2 separate regions of the Eptesicus fuscus genome follow, and region 1 is linked to region 2. Evidence: chromatin contacts called from public Hi-C data. All regions are on one chromosome and are shown on one strand. Each heading gives the region's core, a stretch centred on a gene start, on an enhancer-like site or on the middle of the called end of the contact. The rest is flanking DNA. Distances are from core to core; before and after follow the strand shown.

The links. Hi-C and Micro-C count contacts between places; a contact is called where the count stands out from the background.
Region 1: a Hi-C map of liver shows a contact between it and region 2, with 5 times the contacts expected there. The contact joins the promoter of CST7 here to the promoter of ACSS1 in region 2. A contact is called at or near these places in 2 of 2 Hi-C or Micro-C datasets (liver and muscle).

The regions. Positions count from the first base shown.
Region 1 is chr12:11,993,640-11,997,608 of DD_ASM_mEF_20220401, forward strand. It overlaps CST7 (cystatin F), which reads right to left and starts at 1,748. Exons shown (of 4, transcript XM_008141151.3): 1 at 1,559-1,748. The coding sequence starts at 1,628.
Region 2 is chr12:11,850,166-11,854,110 of DD_ASM_mEF_20220401, forward strand. It overlaps ACSS1 (acyl-CoA synthetase short chain family member 1), which reads left to right and starts at 2,471. Exons shown (of 14, transcript XM_008141307.3): 1 at 2,471-3,206. The coding sequence starts at 2,906. It overlaps LOC114231419 (a long non-coding RNA gene), which reads right to left and starts at 982. Exons shown (of 2, transcript XR_003617377.2): 1 at 806-982.

The DNA.
Region 1 (3,969 bases), core at 498-2,997, 140 kb after region 2:
GTCCATGCCAGTCAAGCCTCGCTAGGGCCCAAGGGGCTGGGTTATTGACCCATTTCACGGGTCAAGAGACTGGGGCTTAGGGAGGCTCCAGGCTCAGGGAGTCTGCGTGTCCTGAGGCCTGCATGTGAGTGTGGACTCCAAACCCTCCGCCTGGGGTTGGTGGCAGAGAGCAGGTCTAAGGGGCTGGCCGGGCTGGCTGAGCAGGGCTTTGGCAGGGAGGGGTAGGCACAGCCGTGGCGGAAGTGTATGGAGAGGGCTCTGTTTAGCAGGAACACCAGCAGAGGGGGGCAACTCGGGTGAAAGGGTGCTAAGAGTCAGCTAAGGATTCTCCATGCGTCCTGGACCTGCCCCTGCTCTGTTAGGGGATGAAGCTGAGGCAAAAGCAGGAAGAACTTACATGTAGCCTGAATGACTGCATCCAGGACAGCTGAGAAGGCAGGGACTCCCTCCCTGAGCCCCCTCACTAAGGTTTGAGGAGTGTGCTTCTCTGGTCTGAGCATCTCCTTTCTCCTGCTGGCTTGTCCCCTCCTAGGGCACTAGGGGGGCACAGGAAGACAGTGGCACACAATCGGGACAGGCTGGAAAGCAGTGAGGGGGAGGGCTTCACTGTGTGAGCTAAGAACGAAGCTCTGGGAGCGGGAGGAGGCAGGGGAACCTGTTCCCATAGCCCCGGAGACAGTGTCACCAGAAGCGGGGTGACCCCTCCACGATTGAGAGGCGCTGGGGCTGGCCCCTTGTTCCGGTCCTGCCTGAACACCCTCCACTTGGTCTCCTTGGCCAGCTCCAGCCCCTCCTGAAGAACGCGGAGGGCAGGAACCAGCCTCCGCCTGGGCATTGCCCCTGCTCCCCAAGCCGCGGCTGTGACCGGAGCAGGTCATCCCGGCCTCCAGCACCAGCTTCCTCGGTGGTTCAAGGCGGTGAGACAGGGGCCCTCCAGGTCGTCACCATCACCCATGGCTGGTGCTGGGAAGGCATCTCCAACTCCGTGTGTGTGTGTGTGTGTGTGTGTGTGTGTGTGTGTGTGTGTAGGCAGGGGGTCACTGGCTGTGTGAACTGGGGGCAAGTCGCCAACCCTAGCTGTGCCTCAGTTTCCAGGAGCAAAGGCTACCCCTCTCGTCCTCCCTCCCCCCAGCACTGGCCAGGCAGGAAGGGTAACAGTGTCTGATCACCAGGTCCTTAGAGCCGAGTCACAGGGCAGCAGCCAGCAGGCAGGAATGGCTGGCATCAGACAGAAACTGCCTGCCCACACCCATTCCTCTGTCCCCATGGAGGGGTGTGGGGAGCCTCCCCCGGATCAGGGAGCAGCTAAGAACAGAAGTCTTCCCTCATCTCCAGGTGGCACTCAAACCCCCATTCCCGAACCCCTGGGACCCCCGGAAGGCAGCTGCCGCCAGCCCTGGGGCCCCGGCCTCGCAGCCACACCTCTGCTGGGGCTGCCCATCCAGGACTGTGCTTCGGGGCCTGGGCATGGGAGGAGGAGCTCATGGCACCTGGCTCCTACCGCAGCCTGGGCATTGTGTCCGAGAGAGGCAGAACCCAGGGGACACCCTCCACTTACCTGGGGACAGGTCCCCCGTGGCGCTTAAGACCAGGCTGCCCAAGGCAAGCAGCGCGCAGGCCAGCCGCATCGCTTCGGGGAAGGCAGTGCTGGCTGTGGGCCCCGGGGGCGGTGCTGGGGCGCATGGTGGGGCCCTGCAAACTGCCCCGCCCAGAGGGGGCTGCCTATCTTGTTACTGGCAGGGGTGGTAGTTTCTTGCTAAATCATTTGACCAGAAGCTCTTCATCTCCCCATCTATCGGCTACACTGTCAACCACTTCCTTTATTCAAGTTTCCAGGGTGCGATGATTCTTTTTTGCAAGGGGAGGAGGAAGAGAATGAGACCTGTGAACAAACCACCTCATCGTCTACCCTCGAAACACCCAGAAGAGACATTGCCTTAAAAAAATTAGCAGGGATTTTCCAGAGGCAGAATCACTTGGATTTCCTTCTGCAAACCATACCTCTCAGGTCCAAGACTCCCCTTTTCTGAGGTTCTGAGTGGCCCCCTGCAGACTGCCTGCCTGCTGGCTGAGTGGACACCCCCTACCCGGAAGTGGGCAGGCCTGCGTGCGGGAAGCAGCTGTTGAGTGCAGTTTCAGAGGATGGATGTGGTCAGGCACAGATGCCTCTGGTGACGTCTGCGCTGGAAGCGGGAGAGGAACAGCGTTTGCCGACTGATGGTCACGGCCTGGCTTTGGCTCAGAGCTGGCGAAGGAGGAGAAAGAACAGGGTGGCCCACAGGTTCTAGCCCCGGCAGAGTGCCCGTTTACCTGCCAGCTCGGCAGTTAGGACTGAGGCTCTGGAGCCAACTGGCCCGAGTTTGTTTAAATCCAGCTGTGAATGTTAAACCAGGTGGCCTTAGGTATGGGGCAGCCTCAATGCTTCAGCTCCCTCTGATGGGTTGGGGTGAGGATTTAGGACTTTCTCAATGCTAACGCTCAGGGCCTGGATGGAGCCAGCTGTACAGGCAGTTCACGGGCAACGCAGGAGATGCCCGAGCCTCAGTGGTCCCAGCGCCACCTGGACAGTGCGTGTAACGCACCCCCCAGGGAAGGGGGTGGTTGGACGGGCAGACTCTCTGAACCAGAACTTGCATGTTAACACTATCTAGGGCCGTGGTCAGCAAACCGCGGCTCGTGAGCCACATGCGGCTCTTTGGCCCCTTGAGTGTGGCTTTTCCACAAAATACCACGGCCTGGGCGAGTCTATTTTGAAGAAGTGGCGTGAGAAGAAGTTTAAGTTTAAAAAATTTGGCTCCCAGAAGAAATTTCAATCGTTGTACTGTTGATATTTGGCTCTGTTGACGAATGAGTTTGCCGACCACTGATCTAGGGGAAGATCCTCCCCCGATGGGTCCAGATGGGTTCTAATGGATTCCAGGCAGGGATCTGGGTTTGTGTGACTCGGGCAAGCCACGTAACTTGTTGGAGTCCCCCAGGTTCCTGGCTGCCCCGAGGACTGTTATCAGCAAAGCGTGATGAGCACAGTGCGTGGTGTGTGGTGACATTTGGTAACCCATGGCGGCTGAGGCAGCCGGTGTGCTCTGCTGGGCCTGCTCGGCCAGTGCTGACCTTTCACCCTCTGGCTGTCAGCAGCTGTGCATGAGGACTCCAGGGTGGTGTCTCCTTGCCAAGCTCTGTGCCCTGATCACATGTGCCATGTCTGGGATTCGTTCCCGGCCGGGGACTGGGCTGGAGGAGAGGAAAGTGCACACAACTGGTGTTTGCCCAACTCGGTGGCGGTTTGGCCTTAGGGCTCGCTGTTGGTGCTGTGGGCTGTTTTTGCTTTCAGAAGCATTGGGCAAGGACTTTGGGACTTGCCCAAATCAGGGCGGTTTGGGACTTTCCTCGGCCACTGTCTTCTCCGGCTGTGGCCCTTTGGTCTGTGAGTGTGGGGAACAGTCCTCCACGTCTCTAGCCCTGCCCCTCTCAAGCTTGTGGGGAGACAACGGTACAGGGAGGCCCTCATTCCGTCACAAAATGCACGGCAGGAAGGAGCTGATGTCACACCGGCATGGCTGGAGGGACCTTCAGGGAAAGTGTGCGTGTGTGTGTGTGTGTGTGTGTGTGTGTGTGTGTGTAGTGTCATATATGCAGATGTGTGTGTCTGTTTGTGTCTCTGTGTGTCTGCCTGTGTGTCCAGGAGTCTATCTTTGTTTCAGTCTTGATATGGTTTGAAAGTGAATGTGTGTGTTTTCCTGACTGTGTAAAAATGAGTGTGTATGTGCTTATGTGCACGGGTGTGTATTTGTGTAGGCATGTTGTAACGGTCAATTCTATATGTCAGCTTGACTGGGCCACGAGGTGCTCAGATGTTTGGTTAAACGTGATTCTGGGTGTGTCTGTGAGCACGTTCCTAGAGGAGACAGACATTTGAATCTGTGTGCTGAGCAAAGTGATTGCCCTCCCATTGTGGGTGGGATTCACCCA
Region 2 (3,945 bases), core at 1,221-3,720:
TAGTTTTTTTTAAACTATAGTCCGGCCCTCCAACGGTCTGAGGGACAGTGAACTGGACCCCTGTTTAAAAAGTTTGAGGACCCCTGCAAGTAATATTGGTTGTAGGACCTATGAAGACAAACGGCAAAAGCTATTACAACTAGAAGCTTTGGCCCTGGCCGGTCTGGTTCCACAGTTAAAGCATCAGCCCGTGCACCAAAGGTTTGTGGGCTTGATCCGTGGTCAAGGGCTTGTACCTGGGTCTCAGATTTGAACCCAGCCCCAGTCAGGACTGGTCCAGGAGACAACCAATTGATGTGTCTCTCTCAGATCGATGTTTCTCCCTCTCTTTCTCTCTCCCTCCCTCCCTCTCTTCCTTCCACTCTCTCTAAAAATCAATGGCAAAAATATCCTCAGTGAGGATTAACAAAAACAAACAAACAAACAAACAAACGAACAAATGAACAAAATAAACTAGAAGCTGTGGAGGCAGAAAGCTAAGGCTCTACCACTTGCTAGCTCTGTGGCCTTGAGCATCTATCCTCTCTGTGCTTGTTTTCTTATATGTAAAGTGATGATCAAAGCATCTATCTGTAAGGATGGTGAGGGTCAGCAATTGTGCCTGTACCACCATCTCCAGTTAAACCTCAGGTCTGAGACATAAGGTTCCTTCAGGTCTGAGATATAAGGTTCCTGGAAGGCCCCAGAGGAAGGAAGAGGGATAGAGAGCCAGAAACATCGATGAGAGAGAAACATCCATCAGCTGCGTCCTGCACCCCCGCCCCCCTCCCTCCAGTGGGGATGCGCCTGCAACCAAGGCACATACCCTTGACCAGAATCAAACCCGGGACCCTTCAGTCCGCAGGCTGATGCTCTATCCACTGAGCCAAACTGGTCAGGGCCCATGTGTTCTTTAGTAAGTCGATTGATTCATTTGGTCTCAGTCTCCTCATTCGTTCCGGTAGAGGTTTATGATGGGCAGGAGTTGACAGCACTAAATACCTTTAAACAGTAAAAAAAATGCAGATCAAGCGCGGCACAGGTCAGGGCACATGTCTAGTGCTAGCTATTATCACTGGTTTTCCAGCCTTAAAATCCTCTCTTCTGTGGCAGGAAGCAGGTATTCGACATGGCGGGGGGGCTAAAGGACAGCAGAATCTCCTTGGAATGGCAGGGACATTCCCTCTGCAAATCTCACAGTTAAGAGGGCAGAATCTTGCCTAAACCCAAAGAACTCAACCAACCAGTTTTCAAAAATCCCCTTTCCCATGTGCTTGCCTTCTTTATTAGATGCTTACTTCTTGGGTGTTGAAACATTTAGGAAGCTGGTTGAGACAAGTTTCTCTGAGTTCCCTTCTATCCTTCCTGGGCTGACAAGAAAAACACCACCTCTGCTATTAAGCTCCCAGGTGCTGATTCCAGGTGTGGACCTGAGAAAGAAGATACCCAGTAAGATGGGCTCCTGGTGGCTAACTGGATTCAAACAAACAAAAACAGAGCCTAGCAGCCATTTCCACGCAGGGGTCTCTCATGCAAATGGCACTTCAGGGAGAAGCCTGCAAATAGCTACTGCCTCCTGCACTCAACTGAACTGTGTTCCTGCCATCTGGTCCGCCATTTATAAAGGAATTCCTGGAACCCTATTTCAACCAATAGGACTGAGACTTTCCCTTTCCAATGGGATCTGCAGGGGCATAACTCCCTCAACATCTTCACTGACCAATCAGAGAGGCACCATTCTGACCAATAACGACAGTGCCTCTTGGACCAATCAAACTGAGAGGATTTGGAGTCCTCATTTGCATCAGGGACCAGAGGCAGGGGCTTCTGTTTATATGTCAGCTCTCCTCTAGCTCTGGGAGTGCACTGTCCCTTTCCACCTTGAGACTTCCTTTCCCCAGAGCTGAAACACCAAAGATGTCTCTCTGGAGAGGGAGCAGAGCTGTCTAGCTGGAGAGGTGCTGCTGTTGCATAGCTGTGCTGTTATCACAATTGAGCTGTTTGCATTGACTAGTTTCCCTCAACCTCAAACTGGGGATTCCTATTGGCCTTGGACGCTTCCGACACAATCTCGTTTATTCTTCACTGCAGCAGGGGAGGGAGATATTACTCTCGTTTTCTACAGAAGTAAAATGAGACACAGAGAAGTTCAGGAACTTGCCCAAGACCACAGAGCTAGGAAATCCAGGGTTTGAACCCAGACCACGGAGACTGAGGCCATTGGAGAAAACCCTCAAAGTTACACAATTCCAAACCAGACAGTTGGGTGATAAAAGCAACGGACCCCAGGTCCCCACAGCCTCCTGGCCGGGGGGCGCCTGATCAGCCCATTTAGCCCACAGGGGCTACTTGAGTTTGTGTGCGGACGTACAGACCGGTCTGGCATGAGGGGCGTGGGGGAGGCGGTTCTCTCTCAATAGCACAGAGATTAACAGGTAGACTTCAGCCTGAGACACGAACCGACCTGGCTCTGGTTCTCACGCCCACCTGTGCACTTCGCTGCGTTAGTCGATTGTTCTACGAGGCTCCTTTCCTGGGACCCGGAAGTCCCGGGCGCGGGCCCAGCCTGGACGCACGTGTCTCTGCAGTTCTGTCCGAACCTGACACTCAAACTGAAACTAAAACGGCCAAAGCCCCGCCGCCGGGCCGGAGCGCAGGGAGCGCAGGCGAGGGGGCCCGCCCTCAGCCTCGCCGGGGCGGGGACTCCCCAGCGCCCCTCCTCGGGCCGCTGTCCCTCCTCCTTCGCGGTCCCTTCTCTAGGCGGGGAGGGGGGTTCTGAAGGCAGCTTCGAGCCAGGAGGGGTCCAAGGAGTGGGTGGCGGCGGGAGGGCGGAGACGGGGCGGGCCCTCGGAGAGAGCGACACCCCCCTCCTCCCCACCGACTGGTAGTCTGGCTAGGGGTGCAGAGGCCTTGGGGCGTAGGGGAGATGGCGGCGCGCAGTGTGGGCTGCGGCGTCCGGCGGCTCCGGAGCGTCCTGCAGGGGCGCGCGGGACCTCGGGGGTGGCCGCCCGGCGGAGGTTGCGCGCCGCGCAGGGCGGCCTCTGGGCCCCCGCTGCCCGCCTCGTACCCCGCGCTGAGAGCGCTGGCGGACCGGCAGCCCGACGCCTTCTGGGGGCCGCTGGCGCGCGACACGCTGGTGTGGGACACCCCCTTCCACACCGTCTGGGACTGTGACTTGAGCAGCGGCAAGATCGGCTGGTTCCTGGGAGGCCAGCTAAACGTGTCCGGTGAGTGGGCTGCGGGGACCAGGGCGCCCCCAGCTCAGACGTCCAGAGGCGACTCCGAACGCAGCCGTCAGGGACGGGTCGCTGGCCCGTGGGCCGGCACCTCCGGACCCAGAGGCCCCAGCCTCCCTATCCGCTGTCACTCTGCGTCCCCCTCCCCCCCCTACCCCCCAACTTCCCCGGCTTCAGCCCGCGCCCGGGTGTCAGCTCGGGTCGCCCAGCTGCTGGCCCTGCCCTGCTGCCTCCTCCAATGGTGGACTCTCAAGTGTAACCACGGGGAGCAGCAGTTGACACCTGGGGCGGGCTGGGGTGGTGGGTGCCGGGTGCACAGGAGCGGGGACTTCCCCGTACTCTGTGCTACCACCAGCTGCCTGCCCGGCGACTGGCCCGGGAGATATGCTGCCCAAGTAAACAAACGGAGCGGTGGCGCGTAGCCTGGGAGGAGGAAGCCCAGGGCCCGCAGCTGGAATCACTTATCTCCCTGCTCCCTGGCGGTGCCAGTGGGAGGGAAGGAAAGAACCGCGGGGCCTCCCAGCTCTCCGTTTCAGATGACCGTGCCCCTCCCAAGTACCCCCCTCCCCCCCGCCCCCCCAAACACCTAGCCATGGCTTGCTTTAGACCTGGTTCTGTTTGAGGTCCCAGAAACCAGCACCACCAGCCACTGGGTCCTTTGGTATCTGCTGAGATTGAGTCTACTACTGTTAGGATTTGGGATTTGGGTGGTGGGATGAGCACACTGTGC